Linked DNA regions of Mus musculus: regions 2, 3, 4, 5 and 6 are each linked to region 1. A link is a contact called in public HiCAR-type and promoter capture Hi-C data. All regions are on one chromosome and are shown on one strand. The core of a region is the stretch at or near the end of the contact, and the rest is flanking DNA. Distances in the headings are between cores, read along the strand shown. Region 1 holds the start of Mapk1 (mitogen-activated protein kinase 1). Region 2 holds the start of 2510002D24Rik (RIKEN cDNA 2510002D24 gene). Region 3 holds the start of Mzt2 (mitotic spindle organizing protein 2). Region 4 holds the start of Ube2v2 (ubiquitin-conjugating enzyme E2 variant 2). Region 5 holds the start of Prkdc (protein kinase, DNA activated, catalytic polypeptide). Region 6 holds the start of Cebpd (CCAAT/enhancer binding protein (C/EBP), delta).

Region 1 (4,454 bases), core at 1,244-3,743:
GATGATATTCAACCACTATGCCATCTCTCCAACTTTTTAAAGATCACAACTATTCAAGTAGATACTTAAGAAGCTGCCATAAACTCAACATTGATGAGATGCTAATGACATACAATTAAGACTATTAAATAAATACTAAGATACCTAAGATATGTTATCAATCTGGAGATAAAAGGCTGATGTTAGGATTTAAATTCCAATTACATCTGCATTTTTCTTAAAATTAAAATTTGTAGGTGCCAGGTGGAAGGCAGAGGCAGGTGCCAGCCTAGTCTAAAAACTGAGTTCCAGGACAGCCAGGGCAACAACACAGAGAAACCCTGTCTTAAAAAAATGAATTAACTTTATTTTATGCATATGAATGTTTCGCTTGAATGCATCTCTATGAGAACATCTCATCTTCTGGAACTGTAATTACAGACAGTTGTGAACTGCCATGGGAATTGAACCCAGATCAGCCAGTGCTCTTAAATGCCGACTCATCTCTCCAGCCCCTAAAATTTGAATTTTAAAAAGAATTCTGCACAGCAAGTGGAAACTTCAAAGGTGAATAGCAACAGGATCTAAATAATCCATCTTCTCAGGGTGGTGGGGAATGTGTGAGTTCAACTGACAGATCCTAATTTTTTTTTGTCCCTACTTAAAATAATCCCCCCTTAAATAAATGAGCCTATAGTGGGTAATCATGAGTGTCAATAATAAGTGTTACTGGCATATTTACCAGCAGGTACAGGGTAGTAATACATGCAAGACAAATGTGATATGGAAAGTACTTTTTCTCCATTCCTCTTTTGACTTGCAGGTCCAGTTCACTTTTATCTTCGTAATTGTATACTATGAGACATTTTGCTCATAAAAATATAACTATTCATGAGTCTTTTCTTTAAAAAAAAAAAAAAAGAACGTTAATTATTCTATCTTGTTAGCACACTTGGTGAAAACACACCTTTTCTGGCATTTCTAAAATTATGACTATTCAAATTTTAATGCATTTCTGAATAGACTTGTTCATCAGGAAAATATGCCGAAGTCCTGAGATTATTAAATCAAGGAGAGGCCTGTGCAATAGCTCAAGAGCTGAAGCATTTAAAACAGGATCTTTCTACAGCAAAGCTTGATTCTAGTTCTTCGCCCTGTAAAAGGACTTCCTTTCAATACCTTATCTGAAAAAGGCTGTCTTCTCTTTCCTCAAGATAGCTAAGTTAAATTAAACTATCTCAGAGACCTTCGATAAATGAACTTGTTTTAGTTAAAACAATACACTTCAACATTCCACATGCAGGAAATCCTGCAAGTGATCGTGCAAAAACTATTCTTGAACACTGAAACGTTATGGGGAAACGATCACAGTAATCGGGCTAAAACATATGGATACATTCACACTGTTAAGAGAGTACTCTTGAGGGTAACGACGGGATAATTTAAAGTCAAATTAGGACTAACTCCAAATACTTCTTAATAATTCTAGAGTGATGCTGGCTTATCCTTTCTGAAACACAATCGGTATATTTAAATCCATTTTGAAACTTCAAGATTTCAATATGTCCACAACCAACGCTGTGTCATTAACGGTTAAGCCCGAGGCAGAAAGCATCATTAGCGCTACTTAAGATATTTTGTGAATGCTGTTCACGTACACAGAAGAGAAGAAAAATATTTTGGTGCTCAGCACACAAGCCTATTATTCCGTCTTGCAAAACCATGGCCGCCGCCACCACGGACAAGCATCTAATACAATTCCTGGCTTTAATCTAATGTCAAGAGGCGGTGGCTATAATGCTATAAATTAGGAGACACAGTGTACTTCCGTTCCCGTCCCGAGGGAGAAGCCTCGAAAGTACGCGCTTTAAGACCAAGCCCCGGAGTCTTCGAGTCCTGGCCTCAATCGGGGTTGCCCCTCCAACCGCAAACGAGAAGCAGCAGAGGAAGACGAGGAGCAACACCTAAGCCTCGACCGGCTCCAGGACCCCGCCCCAGGGCTCCAGGAGTGAAGGCCAAGAAGCCAGGGGTCCGGGGCGCCGCAGAACGCGAGGCCAAGGCGCGGGAAGGGCCGTGGGTGCGTCCAGATCAGCCACAGGCAGGGGGCACAGGGTGACCGCGTGAGGCCGGGCCTGAAATCCAGCGCGGATACTCACCAAACCATGCCGTAGGCGCCTTCTCCGATGTACGAGAGGTTGGTGTAGCGCGGCCCTACGTCGAACACCTGCCCGCGGACCATCTCCGGGCCCGCCGCCGCCGCCGCCGCCATGTTGGCTGCACAGCCGCCGCCGCCGCCGCCGCCGCCGCGTTCGGTTCGACGCTTCGCGGCTGCCGCTCGACTTATGCTGCGCTTCCCGCAGGAACCGCGCTGCCGCCCGTGTAGCCGCCCCCGCCGGCGATCGGGAACGAGGAAGGAGGACAACACAGAGGAGAGAATTAACCGCCGGTAGAACCACTGCCAGCCTTCCTGCCTGACGGGCGGGCTACGAGTGGGAGGAGGGAAGGGTTCGCGTCGAAGGGCGCTAGGGCGGAGTCAAGGGCGTGCGTGTTGATTGGCTTCTCTTGGTAGAGAGGGCGGAGTCTCGCGGGTCGGCGGAAGCAGCGAGGTGAGGCAGGAGCACTGCGGCTGCGGGGGAGGGACGTCATGTGCGCTCGGAGACCCAAGCGCTGGGTAGCTCTAGAGAGCTAGGTTGGAATTTAGGCATAAGGACCCCACAGAGTCCCACCCACTGTCCTGGTGCTGTGCCTGGTCCAGAACGAACTCACACGGGACCAGGGACTTGGCTTGAGACCAGAGGACTCACTGCACACCAACCACGGGACCCCTGAGACAGACCTCTAAGAATACGTGGCCCACATTGTGCACTCTGATGAACTTAGACCATCAGAGTGGGACAGAAACCAAAAAGCATAACCCAGACCCAGAAAAAAACTTTCACCCTGTAATGAGCATAATTTTAAAAAATGCCTTTTAGACATATAAAACTAGATTAAGCAGGAATCCCACAGCATCCAAGGCTGCTCCTGATCCAGAGCTCAGTGACATCACTCACGCAAGATAACCAGATACAGTCCTAGAACCCCATGATGCCCACTGGACAGAATATAAGCAGAGACCAAAAGCAGTGATTTGCTCTACACATCTGGAGAGATACACCTTGATCTGCTCTGTGGCTAGAGAATCCACTCCCCCCCCCCCCCCCCCCCCCCCGCCAGGGTCCTGATCCTCAAATCAGAAACCTGATCTGAAGCTAAGATAGGTGACACAGGTGACCTTGGGGAGACAGGCTTAGGACTGTAAGAAATTTAGACTGTAAACCTTGCATGATGACCTTCAGCATAATAAAATATAACTTTTGTTATACTAACTACATATATCTACCTTCTTGCCCGTGACACACACCTAACAGTGTGAGACATAAGTAAGCAGAAACCAAAACACAAGACATTGAATCCCCTAATTAGAGGTTTGTTCAAGAAGATTTGCTGAATATCTACGGCACTGGAGCCAGCCATGCTTCCAGAGTGAAAAGACAGACAAAATACAATATTTGCACTTAAGTGTTGTGAAGAAATAAAAAGCCAAGGGAAAGTATAGAGAGCTGTGGGTAGGGACACTGGAAAAAGACATAGAAATTTGGGGACTCGGGTCCAGGTGTTGTGCAACAGTTTCCTGAAGGACTGAAACATTCTATGAACTTGAAACATTCTAACTTGAGGGGAAGCTTCTGAAATAGTAAACTAAAAACTAAAAGCAGCAAGGCGGCATGGTGCCTCACACCTTGATTCCCACCACTTGTGAGGCAGTGGCAGGCAGATCGCTTATGAATTGGAAGCCAGCCTGGTCTACAGAGTGAGTTCCAGGATAGCCAAGAATATGCAGAGAAACCCTGTCTCAAAAAAACAAAACCAATCAAAAAACTCAAAGGAGTTTCAGGAAGTCCTTAAAACTGACCAGATTCACTAGGCCCCTCCCACCAGAGTAAGCAATAAAAGCTGAGAGTCCCTCTGAGATGGAGCTCAGGTGAGCTGCAAAGACTCTTGAGACCAGCTACCTGGAAGAGGCAAAACCCTGCCTGCTGCCTGGTAATGGTTTAGACAAACTTATGCACTCGGAAGGACACTCTTCAACTTCAGCAGCATCCACACTTTGGTCTGTTGTGAGCTCCTGTTTGTAGTGAGGAAACCTGTGTTGTGTCTCCCCAGGAAAAGTTTTGTCACAGATGGGTATACTGAAACACAGCATAGTTAGAATGGCTAAAACATCTGAACAAGATTTAGAAAAAAAAAACCAACCAACCAAACAAAAAAACTTGATGTCATGGGTCCGAACCAGTCACAAACACCACTAAACTGAAGGATGAAATTGGAATCTTAAAGTTGGTGGATGCCCAGACAAAGCAGAGCTAATGAGATTATAAGTGACTACCACTGTCTCCTGAGCCATCCCTGGAAGCAGACTCCTGTGTGGCCAA
Region 2 (4,322 bases), core at 1,711-4,210, 1.9 Mb before region 1:
CTAACTACTGTGCCCTGGATCCACACAGGTTGGGGCTGCCACTGTGTACTTGAGATTTTCACAACTCTCGGCTGCCACATCTGGTGTTGATGTTCTCAGGGGAGATGGCATGGACAGAATGGACCCACCTGAGTGCTCACAGACACCTGCCTCAGTGCTTGGCTTCCAGCATGTGCACACAGGTGTCTTTCAGAGTATTACAGTGATGAAATGCCCAGATCCAGTGGGCAGCAGGCAATTAGGGCTGGAAATGCTTTGCTCTGTGTTCCAGGTCAAGTAAGAGCCAGTCAAAGTCTAGGTCAAGGGTAGGGTTGCAGTTGCTTATCACTTGTCCTTCTCCTGTGGTAGAGGGAGGTTCCAGTCCGTAGGGGGCCTTTGCCTCAAGGCCCATACCAAGGTGTGCTTCTGAGCAGCCTGGACCCGAACCTGCTCGCTCTCACAGAGGGATCGCTGTACAAATGAGACTTGGTCACTTACTGTTTCACCACTGGATCCTAGGGCTCTTAGTACTGCTGCATGGCACCTATATCACCCTCTTCCTCAACACTCTTCTGAAGAGAGGAACACATGGGAGCACATGGTACACACAGGCTCAGCTGCTTCTATACCACACTCCTTGGCAACTGTTCTGTTTTAGCACACACCGGTCATCTTACTTCAGCAGTTTTATTTTGTGTTCTTTGGACATGTTTTAGACAGGGTCTCAAGTAGCCCAGGCTGGTCTCAAGATCACTATGTATGACCTTCAATTCTGAGATTGTTGTCTCCACCTCCCGAGTGCCGCAATTATAAGCATGCACAACTATGTTCAGTCTCTGCCTTCAGCCATGCAAAACCCGCTAAGCCTCAGCAACAGCAGACCTGGAGAGTGTGGAGCTAGTTACCCGCCTAGCCTGGGAGTGAGGACACTGGGTGGGGAAGAGAGGGAGAGCGTCTAAAATTACTGTTGGACTCTGCACAGGGTATGTGTAAAAGGTGCCCCCCATCCTGCCAGCTTCTTTCAGCCACTGCCAACAGACACTAGACAGTGTATTATGACAGGGCTGATCCTGGCAAAGTGTCAGGTGCTATGTAGGCCTCTTTACAAACATTCTTAAACTGGGAGCGGTAGTATTCCCAACAGTTGGCAGACAAAGCCAAAAGGATCTGAAGTTCCAAACCAGCCTGGGCTATACAGCCAGACCCCATCTCTAACATGATCACATGATCATTATTACTTAATAAGCAAATAGGAGCCGGGCAGTGGTGGCACACGCCTTTAATCCCAGCACTTGGGAGGCAGAGGCAGGAGGATTTCTGAGTTCCAGGCCAGCCTGGTCTACAGAGTGAGTTCCAGGACAGCCAGGGCTATATAGAGAAACCCTGTCTCGAAACAAAACAAAACAAAACAAAACAAAGAAGCAAATAGGGGCCTAGTATGTGGGTGAATGCCTGTAGTCCCAGCACTCAGGAGATGGAGACGTCCAAGTTCAGAGAGATCCTGCCTCAGTATATAAGGTGGGAAGTGACTGAGGAAGATGCCTAATGTCAACAGAGGGTCTCTCTACATGCAATGTGTGCACATATATACACACGCATGCCACGCACTCGCACACACAAAGACTTTTTAAAAAGGCTTGTAAGGACTAGAGAGATCCCTCAGCAGTTAGAGGCTGCTTTCCAGAGGACTGGGATTCGGTTCCCAGCACTCAAACATCAGCTTACAACCATCTGAAACTACAGTTCCAGAGGACCCTCAGGCAGTAGATTCACATGGTACAGATAAATATGCAGGAAAAACACACATAAAATAAGAATAAAAGTACTTTAAAAACTATATAGAAGCCTAGTGGTTGTGGCACACGCTTTTAATCCCAGAATTCAGGAGGCAGAGGCAGACGGAACTCTGAGTTCAAAACCAGCCTGGTCTACAGTGAGTTCCAGGACAGCCAGGGCTATACAGAAAAACCCTGTCTCAATCACAACAACAAAAAAAAATAAATAAAAAAAAATAAAAATAAAATAAAGAAATAATTGCTTCTGTGTTCTGAGTTTCCCGGTGAATTGCTTCTCCATGACCCTGGCCATTTCTCTATTCAGAAACATCTTTGTTTCTTACACTAATTTATGATAGCTGACATATAGTTACAGACAGTTAAGTTTCCAGTCTTTTGCTTTCCGCCATGTTTTTTACTTTCGCCATGTCTACATGGCTATCTAGAGTAAGTAGAGGTTTCTTCACATCTCCCTCGAAAAGGTCCAGCAACAGCCTCCATACTTGTCTCTGTCCTCTACAGTACCCTTCACACTCTCAGGTCCAGACTGACCTGCCAAAGATAACTCAATTCACAAGTACTGGAACATTTTTAGGTGCTCTTGGACTCATTCTTATGCCCTCTATAGCCCACCCTCGTGCTCCAGACACGTTGGCTTTTCTCTTCCTCCGTCCTATCCCCAAGGGCTGGGTGAAGGCAAGCTTGCTGTCAAGCTGATGACTCTAACGCTATAAGGTTACTCTCTCCAAGCCTCTCTATACTTCCCTTCCTTCTGCGCCCCCCTCCCCGCGCCGCCCCACCCCGTAACTGAGGCTGTCTAAAGTCTCGTTGATAACGCAGTTTGGTACTCAGGAGAGAAACACGAGAGAGTTGCCCCAAGGATCTGCGCATACATCCACACCCAGCCCGCACCTGGGCCTCGGCGCTGCGGCTCTCCTCCCACTCGCGGCAGTTAGTCAGGTCGCGGAGCCACTGCCTGCAATCCGGCCGCTTGCCGTGGACGTAGTAGTGGTGTAGGACGTGCCCGACGCTGCGGCAGAGCTCCCACTCGGCGCGGTAGACCTCGCACGGCCGGGGAGGCTGCGGGGAGAGACAGCGGAGAGCGCGGGCAGCCCCCAGGGCCTGATCCCACCCAGCCCAGGAGCCCAGGAGCCAAGCACACTCACCTGCCAGCTCCCTGCGACCGCCATGTCCAGGCCCCGTGTGACTGACAGGGACATGAACCAATGAGCTCCAAGCAAACGCGCACTAAACAGGACGTCTGCACTGAGTGGCTGATAGTCAGAGGCCACACTACCTGGTGTCTAGCCGATGGCTTGGCTTCAAAGTCACATAAGGTATTAATTAGCATTCGGAAAAAACAGGAGTTCTGGTCAGTTCTCCCAGTTTTTTATTTTTCAAATCCGTATGTGGTTCAGTTTTTGAAGTACAGACTCTTGAACTCTTGAGTAACCCACCTGGCGGACTGAAATTGCAGGTATGTAGCCTGAGCATACACAGAGTGTAGGTGAGCTTGATTTGGTGTATGGAGAGGAGGAAGGCAGTGCAGGATGACTAAGGGTGAAAGAAGTTCTCCTAGAAGTGACAGGCTCAGGGTTGCACACCTTTAATCCCAGCATTCAGGAAACAAGAGCAGGGACATCTCAGTGAGTCAGTTCTAGACCAGAAAGGAATATATATATATATATATATATATATATATATATATATTAGTGAGACCCTGTCTCAAAAAGGAAACAAACCCAACAACAAAAACAATTTAAAAAAAAAAAAAAAAACCTAACTGGAGATCATAAGGTGAGATGACTCAGCTGTAGAGAAACTTGTGAACAGAACCAAGGACCCGAGTTTGATCCCTCCTAGTTTGATCCTTCTAGGCGACAGAAGGGACTCCTGAGCACTGTACTCTTATCTACACATGCAGTCACATTTTTATTAGTGCACTTGTGTGTATAACTATGTATGTGCAACACATATACTTAGATCATCTGGAACTGGAGTTACAGTTATAATTACAGGCTATGAGCCACCATGTGAGTGCTGGGAAGCAAACCTGGATCCTCTGCACGAACAAGTGCTTAACTGAGCTCTTTCCAGCCTGACCAAGTTAGCTAACAGAATCCTACAAATGAAAGCTGTCTTACTGCTAGGGAAACTGAGACAGCCCCATAGGACAGGTCGGGCAGGTTACCACAGCATTTATGCCTTCCAGAGCCACATTTGGCCAGTAATGATGTATGTGCCAGAGTTAGGAGCCAATTAAGTTTATGGATATTTCTAAGAGCAAATGGACACACTCTGGAACTACAAACATAGAGGGAAAGTGCACCCTCCATGAGGACCTTGCTAGGCCTGACCAGCTCCACTCCAAGCATCAGGGAGTGACATCCATCCCTACAGCCTCCACAAGTCTCGGAAATAGTCTCTAACGACAGGATGAAGTAGGGTGCTGCTGCAAGGGGGCCTTCCTATGACTTCTGGCTAGTGGCCCATACCACCAATCTACAACATACCATATCAAACTAGAGGCGAGTTTTAATCAGTTTATTTAATTCTTCAATAAGAATT
Region 3 (4,459 bases), core at 32-2,531, 1.1 Mb after region 1:
TTGACCTTCCTTCTATGAATGGACACTGGCCATCCATGGACCTGAGGTGATATACTCCTACAAACAGGCAGAGCTGATGGCATGCAGGTAACAGTTGTCTGGCTAGGGAGATGATGCTGTGCCTCACTTCGATTTGCCTCCAGTTTGTACTCTTGGGCATTCTGACCAATAGGAGCTGGTTCCTGGAGCCATCAATCCTACAATAAACTAATGAGGCAGGGAGGCCCTACATTTACATCATGGCCACAGTTCTGCGAAAACCTGAGATATTCTGGAATCCTGCAAACAAGCACCTGATGTTCCACCCTGGGAAGCAGGTGCCAGATTAGATGCACATACATCCTGTAATGTCTGCTCCTGGAGCCAGACTCATTCCCCACAGCCCACACTGGCTCTTCACAGTCACCAGCAGCTTACTGTCACCATGGTCCTCACTGTGACAGACGCACCATTCAACATGGAAATGGTGTTTAGTCCTTAGATCTGGACCTTGGTGACTGGCCAAAGGTTCACCAAATATGAAGACCGGAAGTGCAGAACCAGGGAAGCTGTGTTCAGTATAAGGAAGAAAGAAGGAAGGCTGAGAACTGACTAGATGCTCTAAATTCTCCCCTTCCCGGTAATGAATACGTTTTCCCCTAAGAATGAAGACTATTCACCCAATATATTTTTATATTGAAAATATTTTTTCATACTCTATAATCTGATCATGATTTCCCTCCCTTACCTCCTCCCTGAACTTTGCCACTTCCCTACCTTCTCAAGTTCTCTCTCTCTCTCTCTCCCTCCTCTCTTTTCTAGCAAATAGGCACATTTAAAAAAAATCAAGCCAGAATAAAACAAATTGAAAAAATAAAAACACCAATCAACAAACATACACATACGGATACACACACATATGCAAAAGACTAGTAATGTAAAATGGACAAAGCATCAGGAGACAAAATATCTCCAAGAGTGCCCCCGCACAAATTTTAGATGCCCCTCCTGGTCCCCTTTCACTGTGTAGGCACTTCTGGACGGCTCCCCCGGTCCACTCTTTCCCGATGGCAGTGACAATCATGGTAACCGGCCAAACATTTGCAGTTCTCAACACACCGGCCAAGCTAACGTGTTGAGTTCAAAATGACCATCCTACCTATCTTCAGAAATAGACGCCGCTATCCAGACACACAACCCGGAAATAGCGTCATCAAGCTGCGCGTCAGGCCACACCCCTGCCTACTGGGAAAAGCGGCTCAACCTCCCGGGAAAAGCGCCTGCAAAAGCAAAAGCCAATCAAGTGCAGAAGCAGTTGGCCACAAGGCGCGTGCGCAGTGACGTCCTCAGTTGCTCTTTACTCCCCAAGTTTATGTATTTCGGGGTCGGGGGACAGGAGTGCGTATCCGTTTAAAAGCAAAGCTGTTTAGGGACCGTCAACAGAACTGGTAATTACACGAGATCGTGAATACTCGTCATCCAACAGGCATTTGCTAAGTACCCGGTATATGCCAGGTACTATTCTGGGGTCTGCTACCTAAGCCAGCAGTCCAAGTCTGATCGTCAGGCAGTGATCAGCTTCCCACCACCCCACCCCATGCCTAGCACACTGCCCTGTGCACAGTAGACGTTCCGAACAAGTCAAGTAACCGACTGTGTAAAGGCCTCTTGGAACTCTCGCCTCGGTGCTGGAGCTGTTGACTTGCAGAGACTCTGTCCAACACAGATCCCTTTTCAGGCTATACGAATGGCGGCGGCGGCGGCTGCTGCTGGTGGTGCTGCACTCGCGGTTTCCACAGGATTGGAGACAGCAACGCTGCAGAAGCTGGCGCTTCGGCGGAAGAAAGTGCTGGGGGCCGAGGAGATGGAGCTGTACGAGCTAGCTCAGGCTGCTGGCGCCGCCATCGACCCCGATGTGTTCAAGTGAGAAAGCGGGGGTCGGGACTTTGAGCTCATACTCCCTACAGATAATGCCGGCTTTAGGACTCCTCATTCCTGCATCTGCTACTCTAAGATATCCGTGTCTCTTTAAGGGGTTTCAAGACGGTGACCCAGCTGGCGCGACTCCTAGAGCATGTCCGCCCTGTGGCTTTCAGTATTCGCTAAGCACTGCATTTGTTTCCCCAGGATCCTGGTGGACTTGCTGAATCTGAATGTGGCTCCCCTCGCCGTCTTCCAGATGCTGAAGTCCATGTGTGCTGGGCAGCGGCTGGCAAGCGATCCCCAGGACTCGGTGCCCATATCTCTGTCTACATCCACATCAGAGACCCGAGGTTAGAGATGGGCTGGGTACTTCTGCCTAGAGGGTGGCCGAGGTGGGGAAGGAGTAGAGAACCTCGTGCCGGCTTGTCTTAGAATTGCTCAACCTGTCTATAGGCCTCCTCCCAAGGTCTGCAGACCCATCCACCTTTCAGGGACTTTAGTTGGCTCCACCTTTCGGATTGTACTGCTGGACCAAAGACTGGTCCAAGCAAGCTAGACTTGGTCTTTCTGACTCCCTCTCACCTCTTCATCATGCCTCCATTGCACAGGTAGAGGAATAAACATGGCTTTGGTCTCCATCTACCACACAGCCTCAAGGAAGTGTTCAGAGAGCAGAGCAGACAACGCCTCCCCCTCCGAGGGCCACGTCTAGCTCCTGTTCATCTCAGGCCAGGCCCGAACACCTCTCATCTGGGGATTTTTTTGGGTTGCAGGACTGAAGCCATCTGATTCCTTTGGGACAAAAAGTAGAGGTCTGACAGAAAGATTCACCCAGTTCTCAGGTGTGAATGGCCTGGTCATGAGTGGGACCAGGTGTAAGCAGATGGTGGTGAGCAGAGTGTAACAGGGATCTCAGGTCCTCCAGCCTGCCCATCCTATCTGTTACATCTGTTCTCTCTGCCTGTCGGACCCTCTGAAATACAGCTTGTCCTCCCAGACAAGTGGATGCAAGTCCAGTGCTCATTTCCTGCCTGTAAGTGCAAGAACCACATGGAAGGAATCCAGGTGGGGTAAAGTGAGCAGTCTGGCCCAGTGAAGGCAGACTGTCAGGCCTGGGGACTCACACATACACGCTGACCCACCCACTTTCTGATCAATGTGTGTCTCTGGCCTCTATCACCCTTTCTCTTTGTGGAAGAGAAACAAGGGTAACCTTTCCCTCAGGCCTGCAGCCTCTCCAGGTCTGCTCCATGGCCCTCCTCCCAAGCACCTGCCTCCCTGCCCCCACCCCTCACCCTGGTTCTCTTGCTGCCCATCTTCTCCTGTCACAGGCATTTGATTGTCTAATCTGTGGGTTTGGTGTTGATGTGCACTCTGCCGCTGGAAGTTGCCATTGTCCCACAAGGCCAGGGCAGCTTTGAGCTACAATACCAGGGCACTGTAGGCCATCCCAGCCATGCAACTCAGAACAAGGACATGTTTTCTTGCTTAGTCTATCAAAGACACAGTACTTTTAGAATATGCAATTGTACCGGTGCCCCCGGATCATCCAACACCCCCACACTTGCACACTTTAAAGATCCCTACCCAGGCAGAGGATGTAGGTCAGGGACAAACATGAGGGATCATGGTATGCTATTGGGAACATGACCTCAGCCTCTTCAACACTGTCCCTTGGCTGATTGCAAGTATGGCGTAGGGAACAGATGCCTCTCCCTAGCCTCCTTGACAACACCATTAAGAATGACATTTTGTGGTCATACACATCTACTTGTAAACTGAGTTTTCTTTCATACCTCATTTGTGGCCTGAGGTACCTCTGCAGGTATTGGCAGTATGGGTCCAGTATCAGGGTGTGTGAGTTCCCAGGGTGCATGAGTTCCCAGGGTGCATGAGTTCCCAGGGTGTGTGAGTTCCCAGGGCTTTTCTAGCTGTCCCTCTTCCATAGCCTTCCCATGTTGCTGCTCTCTCTCCCAGGTGCCACCTTTAGGTTGAGAAGGCTGAGGAGAAGGATTGGAGATGGACTACAGGATGAAATGAGAACTACCTGGTGAGGACAGGAACCACAGACTTGTTAGCTCTGGAGACTAGAAAGTCCCGAGGGACATTGTGAAAAAAGGAAGCTTAGGAATACTGGGTGTTGTGGAGCACAGGTGGGGCTGGACCTGTAGCTCATAGGCTACCAAGTGAGGCATAGAGATCACTGACTTCTGTGTATCTTAGCATCCATATGCACAATGACCAAGTATGGAACGGAAAAAGTAATAGGTGTGGTCAGACTGATCCAGCTGGAGGCATGTGATGGCCTGTCATGTCAAGTTTGTGACCATTGAGGTTTGTCATAGCTTTCCTGGAGGAACTAGATTGGTATTGCTTCAGGCTGTGAGTTAGATACTGTTCAGCCCCGCGAGTCTGTACAATGCTGCAGGCATCTTGATGCAGCAGGTCCGCCTAGATTGCTGGACCCTGGCTGTCCATGTGGCCTTTAGTGAATCACTCATGTCTAGTACAGCAGACGCTGGCCACAGTGGTCTGGCCGTGCTGAGGAAAGCAGTTT
Region 4 (4,405 bases), core at 650-3,149, 1.4 Mb after region 1:
TGACACACTGTCTCCAACAAGGCCGCACTTCCTATTTCCTCTAATCCTTTCAAATAGTTCTACTCCCTTGTGACTAAGCATCAAATATATAAATGCTAGTTAATAGATGTGAAACATCTAGTTGTATCCCAACTGATTTTTTTTTAAGATTTATTTATTGATTATATGTAAGTACACTGTATCTGTCTTCAGACACTCCAGAAGAGGGAGTCAGATCTCGTTAGGGATGGTTGTGAGCCACCATGTGGTTGCTGGGATTTGAACTCTGGACCTTCGGAAGAGCAGTCGGGTGCTCTTACCCACTGAGCCATCTCACCAGCCCCCAACTGAATTTTTTTCATGTTCAGTTGCATAAGTATGTGATGTCTTCAGCAATATAGTCTTACAGTTAGGTTGTCAAGGATAACCAATAGCATTGTGAGTAGCCTATAATATTTGCTTGTGTGTGGTATTTATTGAACCTGACTTTGGATATTTTAAAGAGACTTAGAGGGTTGGAATTTTTAAAGACTGGGAATTCTAAAGTTGTACTGTATTTAATATTTTAGTATTTATGACATCTTGGGCACAAACAAGAAAGGAATATTAACAATGATGCACTTGGAATGGACTTGTATTAGATAATCTTTGTTGTGAACTTGACACAAATGGAAAGAGGAAATCTCAATTTAAGACTTGCCTTAGTCAGAATAACCTGTGGGCATGTCTGAAAAGAAAAACCTGGGGGAACTTTCTTAGTCACTAATTGTTGTAGGAGAATCCAGTTGGGTATGGGTATACCATCTTTAGGTACATGGGCTTACTCCTCCAAATAAGGTAGGTGAACGTAAGATAGAAATGTAAAGGTCCATGATTCACCGAAGAATGACACCTGGGACTCAAATAGTATGTATACTCAGAGAGTGCTTTATTTTGCAGAAGTCCAGCGTGTTGGAGTCTCCCATTGCCAAAACAGAGAGACAACTAAGTGAGTGTGCATGCTTGCTTTAAAGCACATTGGAATTCTGGGGAAGATGAGTTTTATCTTACTCTATCTCTAGGCATCCTAGAACCATTATCGGGCATGAAGGCTGGAGCCTGGGTTTTTTTCTATTAGTAATTGACTTGCCTGGGCTTGCCTGGACTTTCCCAGTTCTTAGGCCCAGTCTCCTTAACTGTCAATTTGAAGTCTGTCATGGAGTCAGCCTAGCCTTCTCAGAAGCAAGGTGGTAAGCTGCTTTTCTCCATCCCTTTTTGCTTCACGGTTTTGCTTGAGTTTCTTCTGTGGCTTTCTTTACTGATGGACTTTTGGTTCTGGTGTCATCAGAGCAAAACTACAGCCTAAACGTAGCCTGCACTAACACAGCCCAACCTTTTGGAATAGTTTTTTTTTTTTTTCCCCAACACAATTGTGAATTCCCATGTTTTACCTTGATTATTAATAACAGGTTTGGTGTGATGTAACTTTGTTTTTCGAGACAGGGTTTCTCTTTATAGCTCTGGCTGTCCTGGAACTCACTTTGTAGACCAGGCTGGCCTCGAACTCAGAAATCCGCCTGCCTCTGCCTCCCGAGTGCTGGGATTAAAGGCGTGCGCCACCACGCCCGGCTCGTGATGTAACTGTTAGCGTTTGTTTAGACATTATTTCAATATTTAATAAGAGGAGTCATAGGGAAAATTTCCCTTGGACACACTGACACTATTGGAGATCTCAGATCTTTTAAAGACTTTTTAAGCTCATGCTGCCTTAGTCTCCCAACCCAGTTTTATGTGTGTGTTTTGATTAGGACAACCGATGAACCAACAGTTCCAGAGACCATCAGGGGCAAAGCTTGCCAGGAACAGGAACCTGATACAGTCCCCACTATCCCCACTATCGGTCCCTCTATGACGGAGAGCAACGCGCTGCCGGAAGTGACGTTGACGCCCTGCGTGCGGTGGTGCGTCTGGTAGCAGGAGAAGATGGCGGTCTCCACAGGTCGGTTCCTAGCCGGGTCTGCCGCGCTCCCGCTGCTTTCTGTCCGGCGGGCCGCGCGGGACTGCGGGTGCGCAGTGCGGAGGGCCCCGCGAGGGGCAGGGGGTGGGGCGGGCGGTAGGGAGGTCGGGACGCGCGTGTCAGAGCTCGCGGTGACGGGGAGCCTGCGCGCCCACCGCCCGCGGCGGCCCTGCGGGAGGACCGGCAGATCTGGGCGCCGCAGCGGAGCCGAGGGTGGAGTGCGCTGGAGCGGCCCGCGGTGGCGGTGGCATTGCCCATCAACGGGGCTACGGCGGAGAGGCATCCTGGATGGAGCCGGGGATCTAGGCTGGGAGTCCACCAGACAGACACGTGCGGGAGGATAGGACTAACCGGAGGGTGGCTGCTGTCTGGAATAAGAGGGCGACGATTTTACTTAGGTGGCCGAATGCGTGTTCTTCTTCTTCTTCTTCTTCTTTTTTTTTTTCAATTAAGTGAAAAACTACAGTACACTGAGCCAGACGAAAGCTAATTGCAGGACAGTTGGTACCTTAGATAGGTGTTCTACTCTTGTCTACAATGTTCGGTTGCCTTTGAGCAGAAACTTGAAATTTAAATGCCAACAGGGTTTAGAAATTTGGTGACAAAAAAAATTAAAACAGTTTAAAAGTGTTGAGTTTTAGCATTTAAAAATGATGATTCATAAGATTTATTTTTTTTTCTAGTTCTTATTGAATCTAGGTTGTAGAAATGGAAGAGGTTGAGTGCATGTTGTGATTGTTAACATTTCAAGGTAATGCCTTCATATACATTTTTCATATTGTTTAAATCTTACCTTTATGTGTATGAGTGCCATAGACAATAAAATCTTTAGCAGTTCTACCTCTGGAAAATACATCAGTGGTCAGATCAGAGCTGTCCAAGACCAAAGCTCATTTTAAAAGTGATCTTTTAATGTTATAACCCTTAATCTCTTTACTTCTTATTTGAAATATATGTGCTTATTAGTGCCATGTTTTTTAAAGAGTTGTGCTCACTACCTTAAAATTAAACTAATAAAATGGTGTATTGTAATATGAAAAATGTCAATTTGTGATTGCATTTGTTCTTTTTAAAAATATTTATTATATATATATGAGTACACTGTAGCTGTCTTCAGACACACTAGAAGAGGGCATTGGGTTCCATTACAGATGGCTGTGAGCCACCTTGTGATTGCTGGGGATTGAACTCAGGACCTCTGGGAGAGCAACCAGTGTTCTTAGCAGCTGAGCCATCTCTCCAGTCAGCATTTGTTTTTTGGAACATATTTAACACTACTCATATGAAAGAATGTTAAGTATTTTGAAAAGAGCAGTAATTAGATAAAATGAGTGGTCCATACTTTTTATCAAACTTTGGTTTTTGGCAATTGAATGTGTACTCTAAGCGTTGGATTATTTGCCCATGTATTGCATATTAGATATCTGTATCCTGTTTGTTATTTTCACTGGTTTTAGACCAAGGAAATGGGAACTTTGGTATAATTAAAATACATCTTAGAAAATGGAGCTTATTTATTTATTTTTGAGTCAGTGTCCCATGTAGCCAGGCTGACCTTGAACTCTAACTGGAAAAAGTTTGGAGGATAATAATTCAAATTAGATTGAGAATTCCTTCTTAGAAAATTGAGAAACCAAAGAAGTAAAAAGTTACACATAACTTTACAGGAACAGAAGCAAGAGTATAATCCAGCATTCTCTCCATCATGACTAACTTAATTTGGAGTATTCCTCAAAGGATGAGTTTTTTTCTGTTTTAGTCTCGACACTGACTCTCATACATTCCTTCTTAGATAAATTTTTCTTTACATTCTTGGTTCCTTCTCAGATGGAAGTGTCTGAAGTTTCCTCCTTCCTTTCCCCAAGTCAAGAGGCTTTCATAGAATTTAGCTTAAGCATTACTCAAGGCAAAAGATGTTTATTAATATTTAGTATCTGTGAGTAAAGATTTCATTTGATTCATTTACTGCAATTTACTGTGTAAAAAAGGAAGTTCTGTGTGTTTTGTGGTAGTGCATTCCTATAATCCCAGCTATGAGGAAGGATCGTGAGTTCCTGATGAGCCTGGGCTACATAAGGTTAGCCTAGGCTAGGTAGTAAGATCCTGTCTCAAAAGTAAACAAAAACTGAACATTCTTTTGTTTGTCATAGTTTTAGGTTTACAGAAAAATGGAGAAGATGGTGTGCAATCAGTTCTCTTCCTTTGATAGCTTAGTGTGACACATTTGTCAAAGTTAATGACCTAATATGTCAACATGTTTACTATTTTTATATTTTCAGTTTTTACTTTAGGTCTCCTTTTGGTATTAAGAGCTCTTTTTAGGTACTGCATTACATTGTTACATGACATTGAAAAAAATTCACTTAGATTATTTTGATGGGTCTGTAGGTTCTTTGAATGCAGATACATGAGAGAGGCTTAGAGAAAAAA
Region 5 (4,708 bases), core at 1,755-4,254, 1.3 Mb after region 1:
GGTTCACTTCCTGGAACTGCCTGGCAACTTGACTTTACCCACATGCCCACTGTCAGACATGCTAAGTACCTCCTGGTCTTAGTAGACACCTTCTCACCTTCTCGGGGTGGGTAGAGGCATTTCCCACAACTAACAAAAGGGCTCAGATAGTCTTTGATCTCCTCCTAGAGATCATCCCCTCCATTTGGTGTCCCAGCCTCTCTTCAATCAGACAATGGTCCCGAACTTACTTCCCAAGTTTCTCAAATACTATCTAAGGCCCTAGACATCCCCTGGCATTTTCATATTCCCTACACCCTCAATCTTCATGTAAAGTAGAAAGAACTAGCCGCTCTTTAAAAACCAGTCTTGTTAAGCTGTCACAAGAACTTCACCTTGATTGGGTAAAACTCCTACTTCTGGCTCTTTGCAGGCTATGAGCTCTCCCCAAGTGACCTCTCCTCATCTTGCCCTTTGAACTCATGTATGGACATCCAGTCCTAACTCCTGGTCTTTCACACAAATGCTCTCCCCTCTCAGACCATCTACTCACCCCATTAATTTGCCACCTCCATTCTCTCCTATGGAACTTTGCTGACCACCATCTACCTTGGCCACACACTGTGTTCTGTCCACTGCCTGTCAGCATTAGAGACCAAGTCCTTCTATCCCCTCCAGATCACTGACCCTCACCCCTCTCCCCCAAATGCCCTTTTAAGGTAATCCTCACGACACCTACAGCTGCTAAACTCCATGGACTCTCTCATTGGGTCCATCTGTCTCATCTCAAACCTTACATTCCTCCACCTAAAAATGACTCTTCTTCATACACATCGACCCTAACAGGACCATGCTCTGTTAAGTTCTGGAGGACGTGAAGACCACCTATTTTGCCCCCAATCCCAGAAAAATGAGACTCCACTCCAGCAGCCAAGCTTGACCTCACTGGATTAGACATGGGTCTCTTGTCCTCCCCCCTGCTGTTCATTTCCATCCAGGGCAGCCCTTACATCTGGCGATTCTAGGTGCAAGGAACCCCCCGCCCCATAACAGTCTTTCCAAATAGGGTCAGGAAACTCCTCCGTAGCCGGATGCTAGGAACCTATCCAAATTGCTGTCATCTGTTATCCCATCTAAATATAATGATTTCTATACTTGCTTTCTCTTTTACCACATAAAAGATTATTGTAGAAAATGGCCAGACAATATGGGGGCTGCCCATATTGGTTTTGTCAAATACATATGCTAGGATCACAGACCAATCATTTCTTCTATCAACACAAGACACTCTTTTTCTGCATACAAGACCCATGGGATTCCAGGTGGGAGACAGGAGTTGTTGGTCGATTCTTTGGCAGCTGGGGTGCTTCAGAACTGATGGGGGCTAGATGTCCTGACAGCTAAATAAGGTGGTCTTTGCCTGTTCCTTCAAGAAAAATGCTGTTTCTACATCAACCAATCCAGGACAGTGAGAAATAAAACCCAGGAGCTACAGTCAGACATAGAGAACTTCAGGGACCGTGAGGCCTCCAGTTCTGGGATTTTTGAAAATCCTATATGGAAGTGGATGCTCCCTTTCATTTTTTGTTTTTGTCTTTTGTTGTTGTTTTGGGTTTTTTGTTTTTATTTTTTGAGACAGGGTTTCTCTGTGTAGCCCTGGCTGTCCTGGAACTCACTTTGTAGACCAGGCTGGCCTTGAACTCAGAAATCCGCCTGCCTCTGCCTCCCGAGTGCTGGGATAAGCACCTTTCCTAGTCATCTTCCTGGTGTTATTTGCTCCCTGCCTCATTAATCTTGTTTCTACATTCCTTCAATGAGAAATACAAAAAATTCCTAACCAAATATTAATCAGCTCCTGTTACAGTATTGCCAGCTGCTGCCCACAGAAGAGCTGCTGTCCACAGAGGAACCTGATGTGAACGTTTACCAAGTCGATCCCGATGGTGAAAACCAGCTACCCCCCAAAATTGACACCCTAGACAACAGGAAGCAGCTTAAGAGACACAACACCCTTGCTCCCTTTTCACCATGGCTTTCCCCTCCCTTTTTCTTTCCTTCTCTTTATTATAACAAGGGAGGTATGTTGGCATCAGGACCTCCCAAACCTATGACATCACATAGGCGACAGCAAGGCCAGCAGACCTGTTGCCAAGACATCAGGCACCATATTCCCAGAATATCCACTTGGCTCACCTCCCACCTTTACCTGTGTTGTCATTTTCCATATAAATAAAGGGAATGTCCCTCCCTCTCTCACTCTCTCTCTCTCTGCGCCTTCTCTTTCTGCCACCCCCTCCAAACCTCTTACACGTGGAACTGTTTTTGGCCCAGTGTGCTGTGTTCAGATTCGAGCCTCTATTTTAACACATCAATTACTAAATGGTTAAAAAGAGCAAGGCACGTGTGGTACCTCACATCTATAACCCCAGTATTTGAAGGCTTGTTCTACATACATAGTAAATTCCAGACTATCTTGGGCTATAGCCCAAGATAGGAAATACCTAACCTAAAAAATAAAAATGTCTACAGAATTGCATGACTTTCATTAATTTTTGCAATTATTCTGAAAACATGGTGCAACGAAAAAAGGATTTTTGTCAAGGTCCTATTGAGTTCAAGCGAGTTTATTCTGGAAGAAAATACTTCCATCTTGCACTCTCATCCAACTTTGGATAAAAATGACTACCAAACTTGGTGGTCATTTTCCAACACCTGTTTTAAAGCATCTTCCTCAGATACTAGGAAGAGAGCAGTATACACATCTACCAATTCCATAAACTTTACGGGACGTTGACTACACGCACCACGGAGAGAAACGCTGAGCCCTGCGTCTAGGGACCTTACCCACCCTGCACTGCAGAGCTAGTGCTCAGCACGCACTCCTGCCCCAGACTACGAATCAGCTGGTAACTGGCCCCGGCAGCACTGCAGCGGTCTGCTGCGGACAGGAACTCCTGCAGCTGCAGTAGCCAACACCGTACGCCGGTTCCCTCCTCCGCCATCACGCCGGCACCGCTTCGCGCATGCGCGTCTCAGCACTCTAGCCAGCTCTTCCCTGAAGGCCCAGCCGGAACTGCTCCCTTATACTCTCGCGGGGGTGGGGGGGTGAAGACGCGCACCGGCCTGCAGATCTGTAGCGTTTAACATGTACACATCGGAATGCAAAGGGACAGAACCAGTCTAACCATGCGGAGATATCACAGATTGGTGTTTGCACTCGGGACAACGCAAATGTAAACACACAAGGGAGTTGTGCCGGCCCCGGGTTTCCCGCCAAAACGCAATCCCGCTGCAGGCTGGCCCATCCAAGGCGAGGGGCGTGCAAGTGAATCTAGGCTGTAATTCCTAGGTAGCGGTCGAGAACTCCCCCTCCGGCTTGCAGTGGCGCCTTCCGGAGGCGGAGCTACACGCCTTTGCCGCTGTGATTGGCCGGAAACCTTTTCTCAGAGTTCACTTACGGCGCTTTCCGGAGGCGGAGCTACGCGCGCTTGCCTCTTTGATTGGCCAGGCGTCTTCGGTCGCTGTGACGACAGAGCGGCTGGCGGGAATCGCTTCACCCTGCGGGCCCAGGAACGTTCTCCTGGGTGGCGCAGAACCCTGACTCGCCGTTTTGTGCGCGTTTGCAACTAACCCGGATCCGAGGTACGAGAGGTCCCGGAGCGGGACAACTGAGAGCCAGATTTCTTTTGTCGCGCAGCAACCACAGCACCATGTCGTCCCCGGCATCCACCCCGAGCCGCCGCAGCAGCCGACGCGGACGAGTCACCCCAACCCAGTCCCGTGAGTTCCCTCCTTCATCTGCCCCCTTTCCGCCTCGTGTCTCTTCCCGCAGCACTGTGGAAAGTCCTGAGTCCTTCGAGCCTGGTGTGTGGTTGACAGGCCTTGAGCATATAGTAGCCTCTGTCACCCACATACTGGGCTCTCGTCTCCAGGCAGTCTGGCGTGGTCAGTTCAGTTGACCCACCTTTTCCTACACCTTGTCCCTCTGTTCCAGTTTGAGGGTTTTGGGGGGGGGGTGTTCTTGTTTAAGTAATATGACTACCCTAAGGCACTTCCTGGAAGACTAAGCTTGAGCGTTGATCGTCTTTTTTGTTTTGTATGACGGAAGTTCGAAGTGAGGAAAGCAGGTCGTCACCCAATCGGAGACGTAGAGGCGAAGATTCTTCCACCGGAGAGCTACTGCCAATGCCCACCTCACCAGGAGCCGACCTGCAGAGCCCACCTGCACAGAATGCCTTGTTTTCCAGCCCTCCTCAGATGCATTCTTTAGGTGGGTCAGCCGTCGGTTTTGCTGGTTTACCAGTTGCTATTATTCTGTGTGTACTGATAGATTCTTCACTGAAACACCTGAGGAGAGAAGCAGAGTTGGTACATTTTAGGACCTAGTGAGCAAAGAAAGCATACTTTATAGTAGAACTACAATTGGGGTATGAAAGATTGCAGTAAAGTATTCTGTTTAAATTGTCAAACAGCATTCCGGAATTGGGATTTGATGTGCTTATGGGGATTTCATGGTAAAGCTAAATATCTTGTCTTTATAGCTATTCCTTTGGACTTTGATGTTAGTTCACCATTGACATATGGCACTCCCAGCTCGCGAGTGGAAGGAACCCCAAGAAGTGGGGTGAGAGGCACACCTGTAAGGCAGAGGCCAGATCTGGGCTCAGCACGAAAGGGTTTGCAGGTGGATCTGCAGTCTGATGGCGTGAGTACAAAGCAGATCTCTGAT
Region 6 (4,401 bases), core at 1,013-3,512, 1.1 Mb after region 1:
CTGGTAAAGAGATTAATAGGATAGTTTTAAATTAAAAATCAAGATACCTCTAATACACATTTTTTTAAACTTTACCTTCCTACAAGTTTGATAACATGTTTCTTTGAGTGTTTCTCATGTCTTCTGTGTCTTCATTTTGCAGCTACTTGGGCTTAGGAAATGTGCTTTGTTGTAGCTTTAAAGTAGTTACAATTTATCAATATTATATATGTTTTTTCTTTGCAGTATCTAATATTCTCTGCTAGATTGTTCTGTAAAGCTTCAGCCAGTATCTCATATTGAAATATTACTGTTCTGTTACAATAAATAAATGTCCAACCTAAACACTTTGTGGTTTTAGTGTTCTGGGAGCTGCCAGAGGTGGCACTGTCACCCATACAATGTTGGGTGTGAGGAGAGCTGTATAAAAGAGAAATTTCTGTACCTTACTCCACTGCCCACCTGTCAGAGACCCTGAAGAACTGCAGAGGGCAAAGATCACAGACTCACAGCAGTCCACAAGCCTGCACTTTGGGCAGGGATTTGAATTACAAACAAAGCTATGTATTTAGACCCTGGAGGGTTTGTGTTTTCTGTACAACAGGCCGTGCAGATCAGGGAAGGGGTTGGAACAACCAGTATCTTAGTAGAAAGGCACATAGCTTTGGGGGGGGGGGGGGTTAAGCCCGCAAACATTACAATTACTGGCTTTTGGGGCTGCCCTTTTTATATACTAGGATATTAATTTGTACTGGTACACATTTTTAAATCTACACGTTGTCCCTAGATTGAGGAAAGTAGAGGCAACGAGGAATCAAGTTTCAGACTCCCAGCTCTCTTCCACCCCCTCACCCTTCGGCAACCACCTAAAAGTTAGGCCAACTGTTCTCCGCCCCAGGTCAGCCTACTCTGGGATCACACACATGAATTAGTCATGCTTTCCCGTGTTCCTTCCGCGGGCAATAGAGACCGCGAGGAAACGCGTCCATCTCCTTACCCCGTGTGGGCAACGCACCTGGTCGGGTGGCTCCCAGGTGCTTGCTTTTCCCTGGTGAAGTCTCAGTATGTTGTGTGCGGGAGAGAATGAACATAGGAAGCTGCAGCGATTTAAATGCTTCTTTATTCTTACAAATACTGTAAAAATGAATATAAAAAGCATGCGCAGTCTCTTCCTCTTATCTACAAAAGTCTGTCGGAAATGTCTTTTCTACAAATGTACCTTAGCTGCAATGGTAATAAGACGTAGAAAATGCTACCATTATAAAAAATAATTTAAGGGGAAAGATTAATATAGCTTCTCTCGCAGTCCAGTGCCCAAGCTGCAGCTTCCTGTCGCTCGCAGGTCCCAAAGAAACTAGCGATTCGGGCGGCGTCTGCTCCCCGCTGTCGGGGTCTGAGGTATAGGTCGTTCAGAGTCTCAAAGGCCCACGCCGCGCGTTACCGGCAGTCGGCGCCGGTGGGCGGCAGGAAAGGCGGGCTGGGCAGTTTTTTGAAGAACTGCCGGAGGCCAGCCAGGTCCCGGGTGAGCTGCTCCACGCGCTGATGCAGCTTCTCGTTCTCGGCCGACAACTCCACCAGCTTCTGCTGCATCTCCTGGTTGCGGCGCTTGGCCTTGTCGCGGCTCTTGCGCACAGCGATGTTGTTGCGCTCGCGCCGCTGCCGGTACTCCGGGCTGCCGCGGTCCGGACCCCTCTTGCCCGCGCCCTTTTCTCGGACTGTGCCGGGCGCGAGGCTCGGCCCCGGGCTGCCTCGAGGAGGCTCCGGCGAAGTGGGTGGAGTGGGCTGAGCCGCGGCCGCCAAGCTCACCACTGTCTGCGCGCACACCGCCACTTGCGCCGGCAGCAGGGAGCCCGGCGCGTCGCCGTCGCCCCAGTCGGGTTCGCGCTTGAGCGGCCCCCTAGCGACAGACCCCACACCCGGGGGTCGCGTAGGGCCGCCCTGCAGCAGCTCCAGGCCGCCCGCGCCGGCCGCTTTGTGGTTGCTGTTGAAGAGGTCGGCGAAGAGTTCGTCGTGGCACAGCTCTAGGGTGGGCACGGCGGCCATGGAGTCAATGTAGGCGCTGAAGTCGATGGCGCTCTCGTCGTCGTACATGGCAGGAGTCGTGGAGCCCAGCTCCCCCAGATCCCCTGGCTCGGGCCCTCGGCCGGGCTTGTCCACCCTGCCTGGCTCGTAGAAGGCCGCGGGTTCTGTGGGCCAGGGTGTGCCGCGCACCGGGCTGTCCAGGCTGAAAAGCGCGGCGCTCATGGCGGCGTCGGCCGGACCTGGCGTCCAAGTTGGGCTGTCACCTCGCCGGGCCGGACCGCCGCCTTTTCTAGCCCCAGCTGACGCGCACGCCCCGCCCCGGCCCCAGTGGGTCGGAGACCGGAGCGGGGAGGGACTGGGGTGCTGCTGGGAACGACCCGCCCTCTGCCCGCACTCCTTGCCTTCCCTCCTTCCTGTTTGTGCGGTTTGGACCTACTTAGCCGTCCAAGCCTGGAGCGAAATGAAAATCTGGATTTGGCCCCGACACGCGCAAAGCAGGACGCCTTCAGACATAGCAAAGGCGGAACAGGGATCAAGGCTCCGCAGCTCGAGTCCTGGCACCTCCGCCACGAGACCAGAACTAGTGAACCGTGGTTCGCGGACCCGGGCCTCAGCCTCCGGCGGTCCAGAGTGAGCGCAGCCAGTGGGAGCCTCCTGAAATTCGAACCCTCTCCAGCTACACCTCTCGGAGTGCCCAGGCCCAGCTGCCGTCGAGGTTAGGTTCAGCAACAGAGCCTGATAGACGGACAGATCAACCGGGCTCCCCGCTGACCACAAAGCCAACGGAAGAGTGATGGCCACCCTAACCGCGGTGCGTTTCTCCGCACCTGACAGCGGATCTTGGGTGCTCTGGCATTTCTTCTTGGTTATTAAAGCTGTGCCACCTGGTGGTAGCATAGCATCTTGCTGTTTCTTTTTCTTGCAAATTGTACCCAAAAGGGATATTATTCTGAAATTGTGGCTTGCTGAGAGAAAGCTAAGATTTACATCAGTACTCACAAAGAGGTGTTAAGTTGCCAGCTCTTCAAAATTCGTGAAAAGATGAAGAGAAATTTCAACCCCAGCTACTCAAACCTGATAGGCTAGGTGGGTAGTTGAACCCCAGGAGTTCAAGTGCCTGATGGCCTGTCTCAAGCAAAAGTCAAGAAAATCATCTGTCCAAATTCAGATGTGTCCCTCATATCCCTCCCCTAATTCATTCCGATTCACCAGGTGTTCTGACAACAAACATCAGCTGATTTACACAGAGCAGCCTAGCTCCTACCTTCAGTTCCTGAGGAAAATCCTAATGAGGGGCTGTGGAATATTTAATGGCTTTTTTTGGAAAAAAAAGGTAAACACAGCCTTGGAATTTCATAATGATCAGTGATGTTTATAAATGGCATATGATGTTGCTATTGTAACTAATTGCCTCTGGGGTTAAAGCCAGCGCACATGTGATATGCATGCACAGGAAAACCCTAGGAGACGTTCGTGGTTCTTAGCCCTGGATGCCATAGAAGCATGATTAGAGAACACGTGTTTATCCCTCAGAGAGACCACATTCCGAGGCTGTTTTCAGTGAGACAACATGCTTGTTTTGATACCTGGGTCCACTCACTACGTTTATGAAAAGTTGTGTTTACAAGACAGCGGGGCCAATTAGAATGTCTCAGAAGGACAGGCTACCGTGGCCACTATTGGGCCGCACCTGAAAGCTCTGTGTATTCAGAAACCCGCCAACCAGTGCGTACTTTTCAATTTTCCAGAAATGGAGAAAGGCAACATGACAGAACAACAAAGCATGAATATAGTGTGACATTTGAGAGCTGTTAAAGTTTAGCCCCTGTGACAGTCATTTGTGATCCTTTCATGACTGTTCCCACACACTGTGCCAATCTCAAGGACCTTTCCTAGCACCGTGGGTGGCAACAAAATGACTTAACCATGTAGGCCTAAAAGCAGCCACCAATAGAGAAAGTGTTCAAGCTCAACATAAAAATTAAACTAATTATATAAAATAATTTCCTAAACTATAAATTGAGTTAATCTATAATTTTATAGATGAAATGTACTCAAGATGAATGTGAACACTTCCCATGCCTTATTCCTGTGAGAAATACATCATTTTTAGCTCTTCTCAGCACACCTGCCAAAAGCCTTCTGGCTAGAATCCTTGAGACCCTCTCCTTGTCCTCAGCAATGTCACATATGGAACATATTGGAGGTTCCAATGACACCCAGTCTATGTGGACATTCTGGAAACCTTGGTATTTAAAAGTTCAGGAGCCTAGCAGTGTTGATATGTCTTAGAGTCACAGAGCACTGTCAGACTTGGAAGATCAGTCTGGTCACACCAACCAATCTCCCTGAGGTCCTGCTTGTGCATTTCACTCCATACAAGAACAGTTCTCTAGATGG

What was found. Promoter capture Hi-C pulls out the DNA fragments that hold promoters and counts their contacts. HiCAR-type assays count read pairs that join an accessible place to other places.
Region 2: a promoter capture Hi-C map of liver shows a contact between it and region 1, with 2.8 times the contacts expected there. The contact joins the promoter of 2510002D24Rik here to the promoter of Mapk1 in region 1. A contact is called at or near these places in 2 of 39 promoter capture datasets (cranial neural crest and liver).
Region 3: a HiCAR-type map of astrocytes shows a contact between it and region 1, with 2.3 times the contacts expected there. The contact joins the promoter of Mzt2 here to the promoter of Mapk1 in region 1. A contact is called at or near these places in 1 of 39 promoter capture datasets (liver) and 3 of 115 datasets of contacts at active chromatin or transcription factors (astrocytes, large pre-B cells and pro-B cells).
Region 4: a contact with region 1 is called in a promoter capture Hi-C map of the C10 cell line, with 4 times the contacts expected there. The contact joins the promoter of Ube2v2 here to the promoter of Mapk1 in region 1. A contact is called at or near these places in 1 of 39 promoter capture datasets (the C10 cell line) and 1 of 115 datasets of contacts at active chromatin or transcription factors (large pre-B cells).
Region 5: a promoter capture Hi-C map of pre-B cells shows a contact between it and region 1, with 2.6 times the contacts expected there. The contact joins the promoter of Prkdc here to the promoter of Mapk1 in region 1. A contact is called at or near these places in 2 of 39 promoter capture datasets (the C10 cell line and pre-B cells) and 2 of 115 datasets of contacts at active chromatin or transcription factors (astrocytes and thymic regulatory T cells).
Region 6: a contact with region 1 is called in a promoter capture Hi-C map of liver, with 4 times the contacts expected there. The contact joins the promoter of Cebpd here to the promoter of Mapk1 in region 1. A contact is called at or near these places in 8 of 39 promoter capture datasets (the 3T3-L1 cell line, embryonic stem cells, hippocampal neurons and 4 more).

What each region holds. Positions count from the first base shown.
Region 1 is chr16:16,981,421-16,985,874 of GRCm38.p6, reverse strand. Mapk1 (mitogen-activated protein kinase 1) reads right to left here and starts at 2,493. Exons shown (of 9, transcript NM_011949.3): 1 at 2,136-2,493. The coding sequence starts at 2,248.
Region 2 is chr16:18,835,218-18,839,539 of GRCm38.p6, reverse strand. It overlaps 2510002D24Rik (RIKEN cDNA 2510002D24 gene), which reads right to left and starts at 2,960. Exons shown (of 3, transcript NM_001033164.2): 1 at 2,921-2,960; 2 at 2,667-2,834; 3 at 1-450. The coding sequence starts at 2,944. The coding sequence ends at 325. Ufd1 (ubiquitin recognition factor in ER-associated degradation 1) reads right to left here. Exons shown (of 12, transcript NM_011672.4): 12 at 4,279-4,322.
Region 3 is chr16:15,860,191-15,864,649 of GRCm38.p6, reverse strand. Mzt2 (mitotic spindle organizing protein 2) reads left to right here and starts at 1,281. Exons shown (of 3, transcript NM_029354.3): 1 at 1,281-1,902; 2 at 2,107-2,252. The coding sequence starts at 1,727. It overlaps Gm41425 (a long non-coding RNA gene), which reads right to left and starts at 1,213. Exons shown (of 3, transcript XR_875934.2): 1 at 1,139-1,213.
Region 4 is chr16:15,592,012-15,596,416 of GRCm38.p6, reverse strand. Ube2v2 (ubiquitin-conjugating enzyme E2 variant 2) reads left to right here and starts at 1,899. Exons shown (of 4, transcript NM_023585.4): 1 at 1,899-1,957. The coding sequence starts at 1,942.
Region 5 is chr16:15,636,162-15,640,869 of GRCm38.p6, reverse strand. Prkdc (protein kinase, DNA activated, catalytic polypeptide) reads right to left here and starts at 3,004. Exons shown (of 86, transcript NM_011159.2): 1 at 2,828-3,004. The coding sequence starts at 2,981. Mcm4 (minichromosome maintenance complex component 4) reads left to right here and starts at 3,470. Exons shown (of 16, transcript NM_008565.3): 1 at 3,470-3,759; 2 at 4,088-4,249; 3 at 4,521-4,684. The coding sequence starts at 3,690.
Region 6 is chr16:15,885,147-15,889,547 of GRCm38.p6, reverse strand. Cebpd (CCAAT/enhancer binding protein (C/EBP), delta) reads right to left here and starts at 2,262. Exons shown (of 1, transcript NM_007679.4): 1 at 3-2,262. The coding sequence starts at 2,223. The coding sequence ends at 1,417. Spidr (scaffolding protein involved in DNA repair) reads left to right here. Exons shown (of 20, transcript NM_146068.4): 20 at 1-324.